Linked DNA regions of Mus musculus: all the other regions are linked to region 4. Evidence: chromatin contacts called from public HiChIP or PLAC-seq and promoter capture Hi-C data. All regions are on one chromosome and are shown on one strand. Each heading gives the region's core, a stretch centred on a gene start, on an enhancer-like site or on the middle of the called end of the contact. The rest is flanking DNA. Distances are from core to core; before and after follow the strand shown.

Region 1 (5,032 bases), core at 1,424-3,923, 450 kb before region 4:
CCAGTTTTCTAGGTAGAGAGACAGGGAAACTGCTGTACCAGAGCTTATGTCCCAGGAGAGAGGTCTGCTATCAGATGGCAGCTGTTTCCCTCAGCCCTGGAAGTGTGCTTGCTGTGAGGCACTGGGACCAGCCCTTAACCTCTGAGTCCTGTTCATCCCAAAACCATCTCCCTGAGTTAGACAGTGTATGTCAAGGCTTTGCTCTGCTGTCTTGCCCACATTGTATGGCTTGGTGTATGGACTTGCTCGGAAATCGTCCTTCTGTAGGAACGTAGATAGACGTTGTTTATGTTTATAATGTGAGTTGATTTCCGGATGGAAAAAGAGATGCGTGCTTTCATCCTGTTTATCATTATTATTATTATTATTATTATTAATGATTTTTTATCTTGTATGCCTATGTGCACGTGTGTGCATGCCATGTAGGGGCCAAGAGGACAATGTTGATGTTATTCTTCAAGTGCTATCCATCTCAATTATTTATTTATTTATTTGGTTTTTCGAGACAGGTTTTCTCTGTGTAGCCCTGGCTGTCCTGGAACTCACTCTGTAGGCCAGGCTGACCACCTTGATCTTTTAAAATTTCAATCTTAAAAAAAAAACAACCAAAAACCTTATTTATTGATTGATTTATTGATTTATTTTATTTTGCCTGTCTGCATTTCTGCGTACTATACTTGTGCCTGACAGAGGCCAGAAGAGGGCACCAGATGCCCTGGAAATGGATCTATAAATGGTTTTGAGCTGTTCTGTAGGTGCTGGGAATAGAAACTGTCCTCTGGAAGAACAGTGCTCTTCATTTAGTTGAACCTTCTCTCTAGGCCCTAGTTTTTAAACTTACCAGAACTTTAAATTCTATTCTTTGATAATTCATATGTGTATACAATGTATCTTTATCAATGTATATCCAACCCAAAGTCTCTCCCCACTCACTGGATCCTACGAATACTTCCTCATTTCCTCTCCTTTTTGGGTGTGGGATTTTTTTAAGGTAGTATTTATCCTTAGAGCCTGGGAATGATCAGGCTAGGTTGTGCAGACAGCTGTACAGACTCTTCTGCCCCTACCTCCCCAGTGCTGGTATAACCAGGATATGCTACCACCCAGGGCTTTTGTTTATGTGTGTTCTTGGGTGTCTAACTCAAGTCCCCATGCTTGCAAGGACAGCACTTTGGATGCCCACCCACCTCCCCAGCCCCTTCTCTGTGACTTTAAGCAACTTTGACTGCACAGCTGTCTTGCGTGTCCCACCCTCCCCCCACCCACATTTTGGAGGTGCATCCAGCTGGCTCCTCTGAACCTGTTCTTTTCATTCTTATCCTTTGCTTCTTTTCCCTGGGCATTCTGGGCTCACTGTCTAGACTGGGGATTCACCGTGGCTTTTCTCACTGTGTGCACCACCCCCTACTCCCACCCCACTCTGCTGGATTCTCACAGCTTCTCCTCGACCAGCACTCCGGCTCCGCAGCAGTGGCTTTATCCCCCCTCAGTGTCTGAGGAAACTGATTCATCGCCTGAGGTTCTGTCTGAGAACTGCTTTCAGACAGCCAGAATCACATTTGAGCCTGTGGGTGGGATCTGGGTTTGGGTCTGGACTTTCTTTTGCTTTGATTAGCTTGGTTTGGCCTCCCTCTGGGATGTGGGTTTGCCTCTATGTTTCTTTTTCTTTCTTTTCTTCTCTCTCTCTCTCTCTCTCTCTCTCTCTCTCTCTCTCTCTCGTATAATTTCATGCCCAGTCTCAGGGTTGATCCAAGAGAAATTCTTGTTGTCAGTGACCCGTAGAACCTCTAGAGTTGGACTATCAGTCCTTAGGAGCTTGTCACCCTCTGTGTCTAGCCAGCTCAGGCCAAAGGTGTGAGTCTGTAGATTAAAGTCATATGATTCCTGTCCCAAGTGGGTATTAGTTAACGGTCTTAGTGGCATTTTTAGGGGTTTTGATGGTGGGAGGAGAAAAATTTCTTTCTGTATAGGAAAACAACTACTCAGTTTGGTCTGGAATTCATTTTCTTTGCCCAATTATTTTCAATCAAGCAGCATTGTGAGGAGGAAGCTACTGTGAACTTGTTTAATAACTCAACATTTGTGCCTTTGTGTTTTTCAATATTCAGAAATATACATTTGTTCCTTTTAAGAGTCCTGACAAGAGCTATGGGGATTTAACAGGAACCAGGCTGCAAGACAGGGGTGGGCCATCCATCACGGTAGAAGGGTCGCTGACAGGTTTAGAAACTGTCTTGGCTACTTTTCCCGTTGCTGTGGCAAAACACCTGACAAGACCAACTGGCAGGGCTATTTTGAAGGTGCAGTTCTTCGTGGTGGGCAGGACACAGTGTGACGAAGGGAGCTCTTCACTCGGCACCCACAGTCTGGAGTCAGAGAGAGAATACTGTGGCTCAGCTTTCCGTCTCCTTCCTGTTTTTATTCATCTGGGGTCCTGTCCCATGGGATGGTGACCACCCCTCATTCAGGGTGGGTCTTCCCTTCTGAGTGAAGCCTCTCTGGAAATGCCCTCAAAGGCACACTCAGAAGCAATTCAAAACTCCCATCAATTTGGCAATAGAGAGTAGCCATTATCATACCCACTAAAGACTCCATGTCCACCCCAGCAACTGAGAACCCCGAGACCCCTACAGGGAAGCGGGAGGCTGTGAGTGCATGACATTCACAGACCAGCAGTGTGCCATGAAGGAGGTAAGCAATACTGTATCAGGCAGGACATGCAAGAACACCACAACCCTGGGAATATGTCCCTGGTGATTTACAGGACATACCCTCAAAGCTCTGCTTCTTCTCTCACTAATAGATGAGGTCTCTGTCCCTCCTTCTCATGCATGGGAGATGACTTTGACCAGTAAGTAAGGGGACTGTGACATTATGTGATATCTGAAACAGGGGGCCTCATGAGGCTATATGGCTTCTGTTTTGAGTTTTGTGTCCTATGCTTCTGGTCTCTGTCACTAGGGAAGTTTGACCACTGTGTGGTGGCCGTGCTGGGAGGAAGCTGAGCCACATGGAGAAGACACGTGAGGCCTCTGGTCAGCAGGCTGGGTCTCTGAGTCAGCTGAGTCCTGGCTCCAGATGCCTGAGAGGTCAGGCATCTAGTTGACTCCAAACCTCAGCTATGGAGTTACCCCAGCTTTTGAGACTTCCCGGCTGAGGCCCAGATATGTGACAGATATCAGCCCTCCTTGCTATGTCCCGTCTGAATTCTTCATGTGTGTGTGTGTGTATATGCATGTACATGTACATATGTTTGGGGGCGTATGTGGAGGTTAGAGGTCAACCTCATGTGTCAGTTTTCAGCCATCCACCTTGTGTTTTGAGATAGGGTCTCTCACTGTCCCAGAACCCATCAAGTAGGCCAGTCTGGGCTGGCCCGTCTCCCAGGGATCCACCTGTTTCTGCCTCCCCGGATCTTTTCTAATTATAAATTTCTAGCCCAGATCTGTCCTACAAACATCGTTGCATATGCAGGCGGCTTCGTACTTTCCTCTGAAATCTAAAAATTTTTACCAGAAACCATTCCAGCGTGTTTATTTTTACTTTCTGCCTGCACTTTCGTACATTTGTGACATTTCTCCAGAAAGGTTTTCCTGAGTGGCTTGATTTTAACTTTGTTCTGCTCTTTGCTTCAGTTTTCAGTTTCGGGGGAGGGGGGACTCTTGGCTCCCATCTGCCCATCATTTGTTTTTGGCCCTTTCTCCCCGATCCCCTTCAGTTCTCTTACTTCCTGCCATTTGCGGTGTTGCGTTCCCATTTATCCTCGCTGCTGATCTTAAGTCTGGATCTTCTGGATTTGCTCTGTTTTTAAAACCCAGTCCTTATTTCTGGATGGCTTCATCCTTTTACTCTTAATACTGTCTTGAATTCTCTACATCGGCTTCTGAGTTTTCCTAACGACCATTTATGATCTCTCCCTTGCCCCTCATCGGAGTCTCACTCAGGAAAACCAAACTTGCCACCACTGAACTACACCCGGAGCTCCCCAGCCCGCCCTTAGATCTGTTTGTTTCTGTCTGTTTTAAGACAGGGTTATACTATATAGCCCTGGCTGTCCTGGAACTAGTTCTGCAGACCAGGCTGGCCTTGAGGTCTCATAGATCCACCTGCCTCTGTCTCCCAAGCGCTGACCAGCCCTTGGAGTTGTGAAGTCGTGCCTTGTTAGGTAGTCAGGCTGTGTTTAGACTTGGCATTCTTCTGCTTCTGATTGGCAAGTGCTGAGACTACAAGTGTGCACCACCTTGCCTGACCTCATGTTTAAAGGTTTAAAATGTAAGAGACCTTTCTTTTAATTATTTACATTTATTCCTTTGTTTGGATGTGCAAGTGCGCCTGCCATGTTGTATGTGGAGGTCAGAGAATTATTTGGGGGAATTGGTTCTCTCCTTTCACCATGTGGTTGCTGGGGATTGAACTCAGGTCATAAGGGTTTGATGCCAAACACCTCTACAGCCCTCTTATCTGCCCCTGCCTGCTATTTATGGAGTGGGTATCTATGAAGTTTTTTTTTTTTTGCTATTCCCCATGACATATATTCTTTATTTCCTTATTGGAGATGATATATATTGCTATAGGTGCCATCCCAGAATATTCTCCAGTCTATATTCAACATGTTAGCTAACATGGTACTTTAAAAGACTTGCATCAGACCCTGTGATGCTGCTCATAAATCTCAATGGCTCTATAGTCCTAGGCAACACACATTTCCTCACATAGGTTTATAAAGGGCTCTGTGTTTCTGCCACATTTCTCCCTACCCTCGATGTCCCTCATAGTTCATTTTAATCTATGTGCCCCCTTGCTTATCATGTCTCAGCTTATGGGCCTCCACATGCTCCTGGGGTACTCCAGGAGAGGCTCTACCACCTACGCACTCACAGCTGCTGTCCCCAGGACCTTCTTGGAACACCTCATCCCCTGTGGTCTTCTGCACCCCGACTTTTCCTGTTTCTTTTTTCTCTCTTGGCTTTTATATCTTATATTCTAATTCCTTACTTTGCGAATGCGAGTCAGAGAGTAAACTTCGGGAAGT
Region 2 (5,730 bases), core at 2,872-5,371, 430 kb before region 4:
CAGAAGGTCGAAGGGTACACCAGAAGGGCAGGAAAAGAAAATAAAAACAGGAAGTGGCCTGCTCTGAGATTTTTCCATGGGAAGGCTGAGAAAAGCATCCCAATAGAACAAGAAAAGGGAAGAAATGCGTGGCCGCAGTCCCCTGGAAGCTCTGAGATGTGAATATGCCTTGATAGGAAAGCAGCCCTTAGTGCAGAGCCTCGGGGTCCTGCTTCATCTCCCTGTGACCCGGAGTCACTGGGAGGATGCTAAGAGAGGCACATTTGTAGATGCCCCCAGTGCTTAAGTGTGAGCAACAGCACAGGGAGGCTGCTGCCCTGACTTCAGTGAGATTTCTTCAGGGAAGATCCAGAAATGCCAATCACAGAAGAACTCACATCCTCAGGGTGAGGATATCTCATATCCTTATAGCTCTCAGTGTGAGGACTAGCTCAGTTGCCTCTACACCACTGACTGGAGCTGGGTGACGCTCCAAGGAGGCTGCCCTGTCTTCCCTCTCGATTCATCAGGAAGATCTGTGGGAGAAGGGAGCAACTCTGGGGAGTCCCACAAGAAAGTGGGCAAGTAAGTGTCCTTCTGCTCGGTTCATAGTCTCTACTCACAGGAGGGAAGGCTGCAGTCTTCCTAGCTGTGTTCCGTTTGGTTTTGAGTTCTTAGTTTAGGCCCCGGCTATGAAAGCAGTCAGAGCTTTATGAGAAGGGGGTGAAGAATGTTGCAGTAGCTGTCTGAGTACCCGTGAGTCAGGGCAGTGCACTCCAGACAACCACCAGAGGCCAAAGGGCAGCCTTGGCCTTTACCACAGTTTTGCTCAAGATACACAGTCAAAGGGTGGCAGGAAGTGAGTTGCAGCAACCTCAAGCGATGTGTGAAAGTTTCCAATTAGAAATTCAAAGAACTCATCATGTTTAATGGAAAAGTGAAACAAATTCTTTCTTGTGCTTCTTGTCCTTGGTTGTTCTCAGTTGAGGGCTGGATCTACAGCAGCAGGGACACGGTGATGGTTCATTCCCTGATATCTGCAGAATCTGAGGTGATGGGAAGGAAGCCAATCAGAGATTTAGGTTCAGGCCCAAACATTGCCTGAGCTAGACTGAGTGTTTATAATACGTTGTTGATAAAGTTTTATTGGTACACACTGTGTCTGCTGGTGTACATTCAATACTGTTTTTACAGTACAAGGATGAAATCGAGTAGCTGGCACAGACTAGGCACACAAAATTAACCCTCTTCCAAATTTGCTCTCTAGATCTTAAAAAGAAATGTGACAGCCATTTTCTAATTCATTGAGTCTTTTTTTTTTTTTCTGTGTAAAGGACTCCTTTGAAAATATGGTGGCACCTAAATGCATAACTTCTGTTGAAGAAGTTGATGACCTTCTGACTAAGGTATCAGGTAACTATACCTGATATCAGGTAACTTGGTAGATCCTCTCACATGCGTGGGTTGATGCAGAACATTCTGGCTCATCCTAAGAGTAGCTTCAGAGGGTGTGAAGGACATCTGATTTGGCTCCTAGATTATTCACCCACTGCAATGACAGTTATGATAAATAAAAACAACCTTAAGTTACCAGCCAGAGGCTGTGAGCTCTCTTGGCTCTGCTTTACCTTGTGTGACCTTCGGGAAGTCATCTGGACCTTGGTTCTCCCAGATGTCTGATGAGATATCAGGATTTTTAAAAAATTTATTTTTAGCTTATGTGTATGAGTTTTTTGTCTACATATGTGTATGTGCACCATGTGCATGCTGGGCACCTGTGGAGGTGAGAAGAAGACTCCGTGGAACCGGGGTTGTAGATGCTTGTGAGCCTCTCTGTAGGTCTTGAGAACCAGATTTGGGTCTTCTATGAGCAGCCAGTACTCTTAGCCACTGAACTCTTTCTCCAGCTCTAGAAACAGGTTGTTTTGTTTTGTTTTCAGGCGATACTTCTATTATCTCCAAGGGTCTAAAATGTGTTTCCGGATGTGAAGGGCTAGAACATTGTGATTTATATATTTTTAAGACACTTGGATCTGTTTGGCTATCCAGAACCATGGTCTGCAGCGGCTAATTTAGTTAATTCCATAATGTCTGCGATCTGGGATTTGATTACTATATTGGATATTTGGTATTTGAGGAGGAAGGTCTGCCATGCCTGTCTCTACCCTTGACCCTGGTCATCTGTCCTGATCCATCCAGCTGTCACCGAATGGAGGCTCCTTAAGAGAATGTAGCCATGTGTGATTCCTCCATGGAACTCAGAAAAATAATCAAAGTCTAGACCATGGGACAGAGAGCACAAGAGGTCATCTTGGATAGACATGACCTGTCAGAGAAACTTCATGTTCATGCTGTCTTCATTTTTTAACATGATTATGTGTGCATACATACAGGGAAGACATGGCTCCACATGGGTGGTGTCTTCAGTCACCTCTCCACCTTACCTTTTGAGACAGGGTCTCTCACTGCACTTGAGCTCACAGATTGGAGAGAGCAGATGTCAGCAAGCACAGACTCTCCCAGTGTGTCTCCCCAGAACCGGGAGCTGTGCTTCACTTACTTCTTATGTGGGCTCTGGGGATTAGAACTTGGATCCCCAAGTTTGTTAACACTAAGCCATTTCATCAGTCCCTGTTGTTGATTGATGTATGGGCTTCATTGGTGTCCATTCTTTGGGAACTTGCTGCATGTTATTCAGAGGGGGTCTAGTCTGCAGGGGCTTTGATGACAGAGGCAACCTTTGTTCATAACTGCAAGGCTGCAAGAGGAAGCCCCATGTCTGTTTGATGGCTCTGCTGTCTACCGGATACAGTCTTTCTAACAGCCAGGGTTTTGAATGACCTGACCTCTTTCCCTCCCTCTGAGACTGGAAGATACCAGCTTCACTTTAGCCAGCTCAGGCAGGGAAGGCTCAGCTAGGAAGATCCTGCCCAGTATAAGGGCTGATGGTGTAGGGGTTGAATACCCAGTGGTGCAATAGTCCCTGGGACCTCCACTGTGGCTTTGTGTCACAGTGATCAGGGGACAGGAGAGGCCAGAGCAGGGAACTGCTCTGTCCAGGCCTGGCGTGCAGTGGTTTCCTGCTTTACTAAGTGGCCGTTGCTCTGTACTGATGATTCATGATGTTTGGAAAGTGTGGCTGTGCGCTGAACAGGGAAGTGAAGAATAACACAGCCAAGGTCAAGGCAGGACAAGACAGGACAGCGCCATTACCAGCCATGCACTGTGTGGAAGATACAGAGGGTGAGGGCAGTAGTAAATCGAGGTCTGGTGGTCCTTGGCAGAGTGAGCCTGTGCTCCCCCTTGCAGGTTTGCAAGTAGTGGTCACCTGTCTGTCGCTGGAAGCCAGTGCTGGTCTTGGCTGAGCTGGGCAAAAGGAGGAAGTGGAGGGTGAGTGAGTCAGCCTTTGTTTCCTCTCTGAGTCAGGGTCGGCTCCATTTCTGAGGTTGGAGCCAGGGGGCACTGTGTGGCTTTCTGTGGATTCTTTGAACTTGTAGTCAACACTGATGATCTGCCCCTTAAGGCCGCTGCCCCTTCAGTGACCTTTTAGATGAGTAAGGGGATTAAGCTGGATCCTGCAGCCCTACCACTAGCCAGACTCCCCTTTGACTCAACTGGAGCTCTTCCTGTGGTCAACGGACAGAGTCCAGGGATAGGTTTCTGGGGCTGTGCCCAGATCAGGGCATCCTTATGCCAGGAGTCAGCTCTGAAGGGGCAGCTGGGTTTGAGAGTCTCTTCTGGTGATGGGTAGTGAGGTCATCTCCCTGGGCTTCAGTCAATCCTTAGGTTGGTGATGCAGTACTAGGAAGACGAACACATGGTTAGGATGGTCATACCAGGAATTTCCACGGACAGTGCAGAGCTGACTGTGGCGGGTCAGGTACAACCTGTTCTAAGAGCATTCCTTGTGCTCAGAGATGAGATTACTCACCCAATGGAGACTTGGGACTCCTTTACAGAACACTTCTATGTCCCTGGGCCTTGGCGCCTACCCATCATCGCCTTAGATGGTTAGCGCTCTGACCTTCCAGCACATTCTTCTTATTTTTTCTTGCACATTGCATGACCAGGCAGATGGTCGGTTGGTCCTGCTCAGCCTAGCAATGTTGGTGGGGCTATGTAGCTGCAAGTAAGAATGCTGTGAGTTGAGGCAGTTGGAGCTTCTGGTACAGCGATAGGCAGGCCAGGGGCTCCCCTTGCTCTCACGCCAGCTTCCTCTGAACTCTGATTCCAATCGCTTGTCTTTGAGAAACTTCCTCTACCTCGGTAGACAACGTAAAAGATGGTGGCTTTCGATACTACGCACGGCCTCACTAGGGAGTGACTGAAAGTTCAAAGTCCCAGACATGGCCTTGGTGGCCTTTGCTAGGGCCAGGTAAATGTCAGTGGTTCCTCCATGGTGGTGGTATGGGGAGTGTTGATCTAATAACTGCTCACATCTGGGCTGTGTGATGAGCAGGTCCTTGCCTAAGACAGACAATGAGGCTCTTCCTGAGTCCCAGCATGAAGATGCAGCCTTTCTGCCCCTGCTCACCTTACCCAGAGCCTAGCAGCGAGGAGTAGGGCCCCATGGCGGGTTCATCTGTCCTTTAAGCTGTTATTTCCTGGGAGGATGTGGTGGTGGGTGAAGGTCTCCTTCTGGAGATACAAGCTTCAGGTAAAAAGCTGTGTGATTTTTTTTTTTTTTTTTTTTTTTTGAGCAGAATTCCTTGGAGAGTGCTCTTTGCAACCAAACGGAAGAACAAAAGGACAATTCTCAGAAGCACACCAAAAACGAAACCAAATAAAAACCCCATAAAAAATCCCTATGGGGTAAAGGAAATACCAGTCTGATGCCTTTTGTGTCTTGTGTTGGGTCATAAAGGGCAGGCTCTCTAAGAGGTGGTGTCAACAGTGGCAATGTGGCAATGTTTGGACTCCAGAGAGAATGCTCTGGAAAACAATAGAAGGTGACACCCACGTGTCTATGTGACTGGCAGCCATCAGGGACAGCCTCATGGCCAGGGCATGTATGGAGCCTGGGAGAGGCACTGGGCAGGAAGGAGCTCAAAGTTTGCACATGGTCACCGAGAGCTGGCAACTGGGCTTGTCCCTTCTGGGCATGACTGATGTCAGAGGATCTCTGACCTCCACTTAGTCACTAGATACCAGTCTGGAACTCTCTTTGAAGATGAAGTAAACACTCACAGTGCTGATAATAACAGCTGGGTGATGTCACACGGTTATCTGTAGCTTGAAGAGCTGCACCTGGGTGCTGGAGTGACTGACAGGCATCAGACTTTCTGTTCCCTCATGGGCCTTCTGCACGAGGGGCCACAGTTTGGGGGCGTGGTTCAGAGGCTGCTTCAAGGATGGAGCTGAGGATGCGGTGACTTTCACTCTTGTTTCAGGAGGTGACAACATGCCAGGGATGGAGCTGTGCTGTCAACCACAGCAGCTGCGTGTGGCCTGTGGCTGGCAGCTCGGCCTACATGGGTACCTGCCATGAGGCTTGTGGGAGATTTCGGTTCTGCTCTGTGGCTTTGAGCAGCAGGGAAGCCATGGTGTGTGTGTGTGTGTGTGTGTGTCTTTATTGGGGTATGTGAACAAGAGCTCACATAGCTCAGGCTGGCCTCAAACACACTAAGTAGCCAAGGCTGGCTGACCTTCAGCTCAGTGCTGAGATCACAAGTGTGCACTGCTATACCCAGCTTCTGTGTGCTGTTTGCTGAGCTCTCTGCCCTGGAGGCAGCTCTGAGCCTTTCAGGACTG
Region 3 (5,378 bases), core at 875-3,374, 430 kb after region 4:
GTTGTGAACTTTATGTAAACATTCATGTCTATGGTGGAGGAGGGATTTACACTCTGACACAAATAGGATCCAAAAAGACCTGACTGGCCTGGGTGATGTTGAGATAAAGCCGGGACTGTGAGCAGCAGGGGGGGGAGGAGACTTTTCTTTGGAAAGTGAGCCAACAGGTTTGTCTTGTTTCGGCATCCATTTAACACAGTTTTTTTTTTTTTAAAAAATACCGCAACACAGCCTAGAACTCTTTCTGTGTCGATTACAAGTTCAGGAACTCACCCCAGATTTCCAAACAATAAATTTACCTGATCTGGCTGGAGGTTGGGTGTTTACAATAGTGGGTAATTAATAAAATAATTTACCCGGCCGCAGCCCAAAGGAAGTTGAGAAGGGTCAGCCTGAGAGGCAGAGAGGAGGGAGAAGGAACGGCTGGAGTAACCCAGGTGCAGTTGAGTCACTTGCAAAGGTGGGGCAGGGGCATAACACACTGTTCCTGGCAAGAACTCACAAGGCTCGGATTCCAGAGTGTCCCTGGGCACTGTGTGACCTTGTGCCTGCCAAAAGGGGCCATTTCAAAAATTGGATCTCATGCATAAGAAGAAGGCACGGTACTGAGGCCCTTTGAGAGTCCCTCTGGCTGTCCGTGCACCGTTTATGTCCTTCCTAGCCTGCACGCATGGCTAGCCACCACTGACGAAACCTGGCCTCTCTCCATCTAGTCTAACTGCTATGCCCCTGGGCATGTATGTTCAGCTGGATTTCTAAGCCTCTTGAAGACGTTGAAGCCTCAAAGTAGAAGAGAAGCTCAACGCACCTAAAGTTGAAGTAACCGCTGATTCAGGAAGCCCCACCATGTGGGGCCCAGGTCAAGTGACTCCCTTCCCTTCTCCCACCCTTCCTCCTACTCTGAAACCCCCATAGGCCTGCCTGCTTAGAGGTCACCTGCAGAGAGCAGAGTGATGTCACCACTGTCCCCAAAACAGATCCAAAGAAGCTGTAATAGGTCTACAGTAGGGAAGGGAGTCACAGTCATGAAGGTGACCCATCCAAGGGTCATTGCTAGGTTTCTCGGCCTGGGGTCTCTGGGATGGGGCCAGAAGGAGGCGAACGCTCTTAAGCACAGGATACTCTCCTCATCTCCTGGTCTTGCTGCTCAGTTGCCAGGACAGAAATGTCGGGGACCTACCCTCCCATCAGCTCCTACCTGCTCCTCACAAGGACGGAGAAGTGAATGAGACCCCTGCAGCCTCAAGGTCCAGAGTGTTTGAGACCATTCCCAAAGAGTAACAGCTGCAGTACCCATATCGTGCTCCGGGGTCACCTCACTGGCTGCCGCCACTGCGAGCCACCGCAGGATGCGCCCAGCGGAGGCCTGGGGACGCCGGGGTTTGGGGTAAGGTGGCAGCAGCGGCCCTACCTGTGGTGGAGAGCACGGTGCTGGCGAAGAAGAGCGCCGAGGTGAAGTCCCAATTCCAATTTCCCGAGGCGTTGCTGAGCACCGACACTCCATAATTGCTGGCCTCCAGCACGCGGCCCAGGAACTGCTCCAGCTGCGGCTCCGACAGGCACTCGTGCTCCTCCAGGAAGCGCCGCTTCAGCTTGCGCAGCTCCTGGCGCAGCAGGTCCTCATAAGGCAGCTCCACGGACGAGAAGACCACGGCGCCGAACACCAGGTAGAGCAGGTAGCCCAGCACCAGGAAGCCGAAGCACCAGGCCGAACGGTGCCGCTCCACCAGGCGCACGCACGAGCTGCCGGCCAGGGACTGCAGCATCTTCCCGGCGCCCGCGCTCCGCGCCTCCCGCCGCCGCTCCCTTTCCTGGTTTCGTGCAAATACAAGAGGCCAGATGATGTGGCGGTGACGTGGTGGCCGGCTCAGGTAGCGGGAGTTGGTCGGGCGGAGCGCTCTCACCCACTTGGCGGGAGCTGCTGGCTGCCCGCGCCCCCTACCTGGCTTCCGAAACCGGAAAGTGCAGGTTTGGTGGCGCCAGACCCTGGCCAGGCCACCCGGAGGCTGCCTGGCTCCCTCTTCCCTTCCCCAGTGCAGTCAGCAGGCCTGAGCTGAGAGAGAGAGAGAGAGAGAGAGAGAGAGAGAGAGTGTGCGCGCGCGCGCGCGCGCCACCGTAACCCCCGTCCTAGCTACTTTTGTCCCCCCAGGCATTCCTCCTGATTAAAGCTACTATAGCCAAATACCAAGGGTACAGATAGATCCTGTCTTCCTCTGTCTTGTTGACTGGACAGCTAAGCCATTTGCTGCCCAGACTATTGAAAATACAATGAACCTCTTTCTAAAAAGCTACTTGAATCCTCTCCTGACCCCATCCTCCACCTGGAACAGGAAAACACAGCTTCTGGATTTTAGCCTAAACAATACCCCAAACTTTAAGGACTTCGTGGTCAGGAGACAGAAATGGAAATGTGCGCTAGGGCACGGAGGAACTGATGGTGGATGAGGTTGGGTTCTACATTTCTGCATAGACATGTGCAGCCGTGTGCTTCTAGAGTCTAGCTGTGTGCTTCTAGGGGTGGGGGTGGAGGACCTGACTCTGTGACACTTCCTAGAGAAGGATGACAGTCACATACATAAGACTCAGCATAGCTGTATCCTGTCTTATATATCGTGCCATACATCATACCTATTGTCTTAGGTTTTTATTGCTGTGAAGAGACGCCATGACCACAGCCGTTCTCATAAAGGAAAATATTTACCTGGGTCTGGTTTACGGTTTTAGAGGTTTAGTCTATAATTATCATGACTGGGAACATGGTGGCACACAGGCAGACATGATACTGGAGAAAGAGCGGAGTGTTCTACATCTGGATTGGCAAACAGGAGAGAGAGAGAGAGAGAGAGAGAGAGAGAGAGAAAGAATAAAACTGGGTCAGCGTGAGCATTTAAAACCTCAAAGCTCAATCCCCTGCGACACACTTCCTCCAACAAGGCTACACCTCCTAATAGCGCCACTCCCTATGAGCCTGTGGGGGCCATTTTCATTCAAACCACCACTCCACACACAGAGGTGTATTTTTGTCATTACATGCACATGGAGTCAAGAGTCAGGGACATTCTAAAGGCTCCTAACTAGGGGAATGGGAGCAGGAAAGATGACGTAGTGGTAAAGTACTTGGGTACCCAGACTTGTGGTCAGACACTCAGGACTCGAATTAAAAAAAAAAATGTTGAAGCATCATCATCATCATCATAGCATTATCATTATTATCAATGTCTCCAATGAACTCCGGGAATGGACTCCGGTTGCCGGGACCGTGGTTAGCACCTGGACTGCTGAACCGTTCCCCAGCCAAGATGACATCTGATCTTTAAAGATGAATTTGAAGACTATGCAGACGTAAGCACAGCTGTCTGGAATCTCAAATATGCGAACCGTTTATGCTGTACCCTGTAACAGAACTGTGTCTGCAAAGCAGGCTAACATGTAGAAGTAGAACTGCCTCCAGCAGCTGTTTGTGGGGAAGTAGAGGAGAGAGGTAGCTTCAATTTCTTATATTAAAAAAAAATACTCCTCATCTATGGTAGATGATATCAGTAAGAGAAAGCATTAAAGTAAATCCGAATTAATCTAAATACTTGGAAAATTCCATCATCTGCCTACTGAACAGACGTTCTTAGAAGTCATATATTCATAGAGAGTGTGCAGCAGATTTACTCTTTTTTTTTTTTTTTAATTTTAGTGAATAATCTCACCTCCTGCCTTCCTCAGAGATCCCTCCACATCACTCTCTGTATTTCAAAGTCCCCCCATTGGTCATCCATTTCTTCCTTCTTCCCCTCTCCCAAGGACAAACACATCTTGTTTTCTAGGGGAAACAGTAACCCACCACATTGGGTGTTTGCTTTCTGAGACACAGAGCTGCGCTCCAGCTCTCTGAGAACCCGAGTCACGCTCAGCCGTCCTTTCCTCCTCACACACTGTCCTGTGAGATGCTAAGCTATGCTCACCTGCCCTGTTTGTCCTTGGGGTTGTCATTCCCTGGAGGATATACCATCAGAGGCCTCCTGCCCTCACAGTGTTACCCTCCTCTCTGTTGTTCCCTGCTGCTGCCGCTTCAAGATGCCTCCTCCACCTGAGGGGCCCGGGTTACCGGTTCCTGCTAGTGTCTCTGGTGTGTGGGGGTCGGGTGCTTCTTCCTTCTCCGAAGCCCACAACTCTCCCAGTGTCCTGGATGCTGCGATGATAGTGATACTGCGTGTCCAGGTATGGTGGCTTCCTCATGCACACAAACACACATGCAGCAGGTAGGGACCTTAACACAGGTGTTGGCAAATTCTCAGACTCCTCTTATAAAAAGGCAGAGCTGGGTCTTCTGTGCTTGAGACTGGGTTGCCCGAGACTGTCCCAACCAGCGGACTTCATTAAAGAAAACACTGTGTGACTTCTAAGGGAAGGACATAAAAACCGAAGCTGCTGACCTTGACCCCTGGAACACTCGTCCAGTCAGGGAACCTTGAACCTCGGTGGGAAGGCCACATGTATGTGTCAGGTGGGTAGTTCATTTGAGTCCAACCTCCTGATCGATCATTCAGTGACACAGCAAAATAGGGCTGTAGTTTTCCCCCAAACTTCAAACCCAGAATCCACTGGACTAGTATCTGCGTGTGTCCTCTGGACTACACAAATCTCTCATCTGAGCCCTGCCTGAGTCATGAGAGGTTCTTGTCTTAAGTCACCCAGTCTTGTATTAACTTGTTACACTCTAATAAACACCTGGAACAAGGAGCATCTTGGCTTTCAAAGGTCATCATTAGACATTTTTCTTTTAGATGAGTGGTCCATGCTTGTACCCTAATGCTTCGGAGGAGGAGACTAGCAGAGCCATGGTACTGGCTGGGCAGCCAGTTTAGCCTACTTGGCATGAGTTCCAGCCCTGTGAGAGACCCTGCCTCAAAAGACAAGGTGATGAGCACCTAAGGAAAGACAGCTGAGGTTGTCCTGTTTGTCCTCCAGAATATGTATGTGCATGTGAGCATGCACACACACATGTACATGCACACACGTGTGTACATGCGTGTGCACACACAGCAGTTCTCATAGATGATCTCTCTTCTCCCTTCTATTCCTTTTTGGTTGCTCATTATCATTGTTGTGACAAATGCTCAAAACAACAAAAACAAACAAACAAACAAAAAAAAAAACCCTGCAACTTAGGTGTTTCTTCAGCTCCTGATTTCCATTTTCAAGACCCATTTCTTTCTATTCCTTTGAAGTCTCTCTCAGGCAGGGGCCATCAGCAGTCCAGGATTGTGACCCTTGAGGACAGGAGGCAATAGTGCTTACAGCTCCACTGAGCAGAGGGGCCAGAGATTTGGGCTCGTTCTATGACATGCACATGTGGGGGAGAGAGAGGAGTTTGGGGGAGCTGCTTC
Region 4 (5,385 bases), core at 463-2,962:
TTGTATACAGCTCCACTAAGCCTGTCACAACACTGCTTCCTCTGAAGCCTCATCCCTCCCCTTAAGTCCCTTTGGTTTGATGGCCTCTGTCCCTCTGTTGTATTTGACATGGTATTCATAAATCTGTTCAGTCTGTCTGTCAATCTTGAACTAACTGCACTAGAATGGGTGTTGCATAAAGGATATAAGATTAAAAAGCATATGATATCCCTCACATTTTGTGGCAAATTATTGTAACATCTGTCAGGATCAATGCCCCAAGAGACAATTACATTTAAAGGTAATTTAGGCATTCCATCCCAACTTAAATGGGGTGGGACAAGCCATACCTTCTACAGGACTGATTGATCAGAACGGGAGTGACTACGGAGAGGTTTGATTGCTGCCAGGTCTGTCTTTAGCTCTCTCTACTCTTAAGCTCTCTTAATCCCTTGCCCTCTTCTGTGACTGACATAACACCCTGGTGACAGGTGAAACCTTCTGTAATGTTTTAACAGACCACTGGCTTCCACCAACCAGAAGGCTTCCTTTGCTGTAACAAACTTACCTTTTGTTTCCACCGTTTGTTCTGTTCCATAAGACTGCATAAAACTTCTGCCAAATGGTATCTGGGGAAAACCTCATACTCTGTTCCTGAGCCAGTCACTCATATTTGGCTACAAAACAGACTAGCCCTTGAAGCGAGAGCAGTATTTTGGTGTTGACAACAGCTTGTCCAGAACTCAGCACCTCTTAGGGTGTTTCTCCTCCCGAACCTGTGGGTGCACCAGCCACCCTGAGCTGTGGTTCTCTTGTCCCTGCATAGCACATGCCCACATCTTTCTCATAGGACCGCTGTAGAGCAGAGTACACGTACACTTCAGGATCTTAGTTCGAATCCTCCACTACAGAGGCTGCTTCATCCTGGAGAAATGTTTCTCCTCTGATGCATGACTCCCGCGGCATAAATCTGGATGCAAGACCTCCCAAGGCTGAATTTAAAATCCCAGCGAATGAATCCAAGTGTCTCTCTCAGAACACATTCCCATGATCCTCCATCTCCTCCCCACCCTCTCATGCACGAGTGTCTTTGGACACACCTCTCAGTCTTTATAGGAGTCGACAGAGGCTGGGACAAGGCGAAGAGAGGGAAGAACTAATACTGAGTGAGCCAGACTGCTTAATATGACCAGGCTCTAGGGGAGGAGCTGTGAGAAAGGCTATGGACGCCTGCAGAAGTCACAGCGCTGTACCACCAGGTCCCTTCTCCAGAGTCTGGTAGCGCTGTCATTTTCTCCAGTAATACCAACTAACTGGTGACTTCCAACGCGTGACCTTGCTCCTCAAAACCCACCCTAAGGTGAGGGTGCGCGCAGGGATGTGTTGCACCCCGCGGGACTTACCCACTGCTGGGGGCAGCTGGCCTCGAACGAGCTCCTCAGCTTCTGGCACCGGGCCGCGTCCTCCGCGTTGTCGTCCAGGCAGCGCCAGTACAGGTCGCGCGCACCCCAGCATGCCTGCCTTTCCTTCATGGAAGGGGCTGCCATTCCTGCCTGCAGTGGTCACGCGGGAAGCCACGCAACATGCGACCGGGGCTCAGCCTACGTGGGAGAGCGGTGTGGACTGTGGTTCCCGCACGGCGGTGTCGCCCCGCAGGTCCACCGACTGCACAGGGAAACTCACTGCGAAAGTACCCGCCGCCGATTGACCTGCCCCGGCCTCCGTTTGCAAATAGAAGGGCGGGACTTCCGGCCGAGTCCGTTTCTCCGGCGGATAATTTCCGGCACCAGGGGCGTGGCCTATGGGCGGAAACTAATATCTGATTGGTACCGCCCTCTGTAGCTGCGGCTGCCCTGATTGGCTGAAGAGGGACCCGGAATTGGCGGAGGCGGCCGAGCCGGCACCAAGCTCCGTTCTCAGAGTGTGGTGAGAAGGGGATAGCTCGCCGGAGAGCGCCGACTCTGGGTGAGGGTGAAGCTGAGGTTGGCCATGCTAGAGGTTCCCTGTGCCTTTTATCAATGTCAGGTTATAAAAAGGTATCCGGGCGTGGTGGCACACGCCTTTAATCCCAGCACTTGCGGGGCAGAGGCAGGCAGATTTCTGAGTTCGAGGCCAGCCTGGTCTACAAAGTGAGTTCCAGGACAGCCAGGGCTACACAGAGAAACCCTGTCTCGTATATTTATCTCATTTTATCGATATGGCTGCAATTATGACTGTGCATAATGGTACATCAAGAGCAGACATGAATGAAATGGGAAATAAAAGCAGTGATGTTCGCAGCCAGCCACAGCTGTCTGTATATCTCTTCCCGACCGTCATAATCAAGAATTCATTGGAAACTGAAATAACAGTAGCAATTTCAGTAGTGAAGTTTAGCTCTGTAGATGACAAGAAAGTGAGGCTCTTATAAACAAATGAAGTTTAGCAAAGTGTACAGTTTCTAGAGAGATGGTGCTAGTAGAAATTTAAATTTGCACTGAAAATCCTTCTACAGACAAATTCCAGATAGTTCCTCCAGGAGGTTCCTCTCGACTTTTACTAATTAAATTCTACCTGTATTCTTGCTACTGTTAACTTGTACTAGTTACAGAACCTCCCCAACTCTGAAATAACAAACTCCTTGGAACTCATTGATTTATAAGAGAGAGGAAGAGGAGGGAGAGGGATAAAATGGTGTGATAATGCTTTATATGTCTCACTTAACTAAGAGGGTTTGCTGTAGAAGGATTAATGTACATGATTATGGGAGCCATCCAAGACTTTGTTGAAGGTGTTAGACATTATGCATTGTATGTTCCCCAGTGTCTTGCCAATATATTAAAAAAAAAAAAAAGTCCTATTCAAAACTCTGGTGGACCTGTATGAGAAAATATGATTTAGGGGTTGAAAATTAATTTTTAAAAATTTATTATTTTGTATGCATGGGGGTACTACATGCATGCAGCCTTGAAAAGGTTTTTTTTTAGCCCCACTCATCTACACAAACCCAAACAGCATCATGAAATGGACAGAAAAGACAAGTTGCAGTGCAGGCATTCACTATACCTACAAACCGTAAGACATAGAAACCCTTTCCTTCTCTAAAGGTGCACAAGACAGATGCAACACTGCTGAGAAAATGAGCAGTCTATGCAGATACTGAATCCTCATTGGTTACCACAGCAGTATATGCAAATACTGACGTCCTCATTGGTTAGCACAGCAATCTATGGAGATACTGACAGACATCCTCACTGGTAACCACAGCAATATATGCAGATGCTGACTTCCTCATTGGTAATCATAGCAATATATGCAGATACTGATATTCTCACTGGTAACCACAGTAATATATGCAGATATTGACAGACATCTTCACTGGTAACCACAGCAATATATGCAGATACTCACGATATTCTCACTGGTAACCACAGCAATAAATGCAGATACTCATATCCACTACAGTATTAAGGATAAATACATAAATAGTAAAACCATAAAGGGCAGCAAAGATTATCACAACTGTCTCTAGGGCTAGGAGAGATTTGATCAGGAAGGGCACACAGAGACTGAATGTGAAGCCTTTGGGTTCTGCTCCTAGACCTGGGCGTTTGCTTTCTAAGCACTTTTTTAGCCATGCACATGTTTTGTTTATGTTTTTCTGCATGAATGTGTGTGCCCAGGTTTTAATAGAATAAGTAATTGGCCCAAGAGAGTTGATCATTGTTGTAATTGATCTACAGAAAGATAATAGCAGCCATTATAGAGAGCTTGATTACTAAATTTTAATGTGTTTACCATCTTATATGTTCTTTCTGGCCAAAAGTCAGCCCAGGAGAGTCCTGGCCAAAAGTATAGGCCCAAGAAGGGTTATCATTGTTGGGGCTGATCTACAAGAAGATAATTATGACCACCATATAAAATATGATTATTGACTTTAATGTGTTTACTATATCTGTTCTTGGGCAGTGTTTAGTGCTATATACCACTCATGCAGCCACAGTTCTTCCTTGTCTGTGATGAGACTGAGGCAGAGAGGAGACATACTGCCAAAATGAGTGTACTGTAGTCGGGTTCCTGACTTATCCCCTCAGGAGATTCAACCACCAAAAAGGAATCTAGAGGTTTGAATGGACAACAGCAAAGTCCACGTGCACATTATCAAAATATTGCAGACAACAGGGCCAGTAAAAGAATGTAAGTGCCACAAGAAGGTGGCAGGTGTGCGGTCGCCCAGCCCGGGTGTAAAATGGAGAGCCAGTGAAGAGAGGTCAGGGACAAGGGTGGAAGGCAGGCGGTGCTGGCAGCTCCAGCCACAAGAAATTGTGCGAGTCACCCAGTCTGAACCGAGTGGATCCCCAAACTCCTGGTGGCAGGGCAGGACAGACTCCGTTGTAGGGTGTTGTTTTTCTGTTGCTGCCCACAGACTTTTATTTATACTCTGCTTTTCAAAGCAGTTATCAGAGACACCTACTCAGGAACACAAATGGGGCCGATTCCTTTGACTTCAGTGTTGCTACACACCCTTCTGAACACCAGGTCCATCTGTCCTGGTGTTCTCCTCCTGTTAACTAGAGATGTGCTGCAAGGTTTCGCCTCCCCTCCCCTCTCCTCCTCTATCCTCCCCTCTCCTCCCCTCCTTCTCTTTGTTTCCTCCCCCCCCCCCCCCCAGCCCTTATTTTCCTTGTCGAGTTGATCTAACCTCACAGCTTCAGTTACTATTTCTGTCAGAAAAGCAAGACCAGGTTTGGGCCTTAAAATAAATATTCCTTTTTCAGGTCCCCAGTGGACAGCTCCACTAATTTGTTTTTGAAACGTCTGCACTGGGTCTGTCTATTCATCTCCTGTCTTTCATCTATCATTTACCCCCTATTATTAAATCATCCATTGACTCTCTCTATCCCTATTATTTGTGCGTATCTAGCATCTGTTGTTGCTCTGTTTCTACTTTTGTCTCTGTGTATCTAGCCGGCTATTAATTATGCAAGCATGTACATTTTATTATGTGTATGTTTTTACCCATTCATTCATCCAGTCATATGCATAGCTTGCCTTGTGCTGTTTACTCAAATTCACAGATGTTGCCAGCCTGACATTATCTGTTGCTACTGAAAGCAGCCGATTACAGCATACCACCTGACTGTGGGCTCTACTACTACTTTTCTGATTTATTTCTAGCACTTGTTGCTATGGTTTGGATATGGTGTGAATGTGCTTAGAGGGCTTAGGTTCATGTATTGAATGATCGATCTCTTGTACAGTGGTGTTAAGAAGTGGTGTGATATTTAAGATGTGGGGCCTGGTGGAATGCTGTTGGGGGTGTGGCCAAGTCAAGGACCACAGAGCCTCCCACCCATGAAGGAATGTCAAAGTGTGTTCCCTCCTGATCTATGTGCGAGTGTGGACAGTGTGTGCAAGAAATGTCCA

Evidence for each region. Promoter capture Hi-C pulls out the DNA fragments that hold promoters and counts their contacts. HiChIP or PLAC-seq counts read pairs in DNA pulled down with a chosen protein or histone mark.
Region 1: a contact with region 4 is called in an H3K4me3 HiChIP or PLAC-seq map of embryonic stem cells, with 5 times the contacts expected there. The contact joins the enhancer-like site here to the promoter of Coa6 in region 4. A contact is called at or near these places in 3 of 39 promoter capture datasets (the HPC-7 cell line, cranial neural crest and embryonic stem cells), 1 of 484 Hi-C or Micro-C datasets (the G1E-ER4 cell line) and 2 of 115 datasets of contacts at active chromatin or transcription factors (craniofacial prominence and embryonic stem cells).
Region 2: a contact with region 4 is called in a promoter capture Hi-C map of stem cell-derived epiblast-like cells, with 4 times the contacts expected there. The contact joins the promoter of A630001O12Rik here to the promoter of Coa6 in region 4. A contact is called at or near these places in 10 of 39 promoter capture datasets (the C10 cell line, cranial neural crest, embryonic stem cells and 5 more), 4 of 115 datasets of contacts at active chromatin or transcription factors (effector CD8 T cells, embryonic stem cells, memory CD8 T cells and 1 more) and 1 of 9 other capture datasets (embryonic stem cells).
Region 3: a contact with region 4 is called in an H3K4me3 HiChIP or PLAC-seq map of forebrain, with 4 times the contacts expected there. The contact joins the promoter of Kcnk1 here to the promoter of Coa6 in region 4. A contact is called at or near these places in 1 of 484 Hi-C or Micro-C datasets (embryonic stem cells) and 3 of 115 datasets of contacts at active chromatin or transcription factors (embryonic stem cells and forebrain).

Annotation. Positions count from the first base shown.
Region 1 is chr8:126,870,747-126,875,778 of GRCm38.p6, reverse strand. All of the region lies in intron 1 of Gm31718 (a long non-coding RNA gene), which reads left to right. Among named protein-coding and RNA genes, the nearest start is that of A630001O12Rik, 24 kb to the right of the region's middle. Within about 2 kb of position 2,673, at least 42 of the 459 cell types and tissues checked have an H3K27ac peak or open chromatin away from gene starts, as enhancers often do.
Region 2 is chr8:126,847,411-126,853,140 of GRCm38.p6, reverse strand. A630001O12Rik (RIKEN cDNA A630001O12 gene) reads right to left here and starts at 4,121. Exons shown (of 2, transcript NR_151740.1): 1 at 3,911-4,121; 2 at 1,304-3,780. All of the region lies in intron 1 of Gm31718 (a long non-coding RNA gene), which reads left to right.
Region 3 is chr8:125,991,848-125,997,225 of GRCm38.p6, reverse strand. Kcnk1 (potassium channel, subfamily K, member 1) reads right to left here and starts at 2,124. Exons shown (of 3, transcript NM_008430.2): 1 at 1,412-2,124. The coding sequence starts at 1,766.
Region 4 is chr8:126,418,828-126,424,212 of GRCm38.p6, reverse strand. Coa6 (cytochrome c oxidase assembly factor 6) reads right to left here and starts at 1,712. Exons shown (of 2, transcript NM_174987.4): 1 at 1,383-1,712. The coding sequence starts at 1,526. It overlaps Gm51604 (a long non-coding RNA gene), which reads left to right and starts at 1,843. Exons shown (of 2, transcript XR_003947620.1): 1 at 1,843-1,944.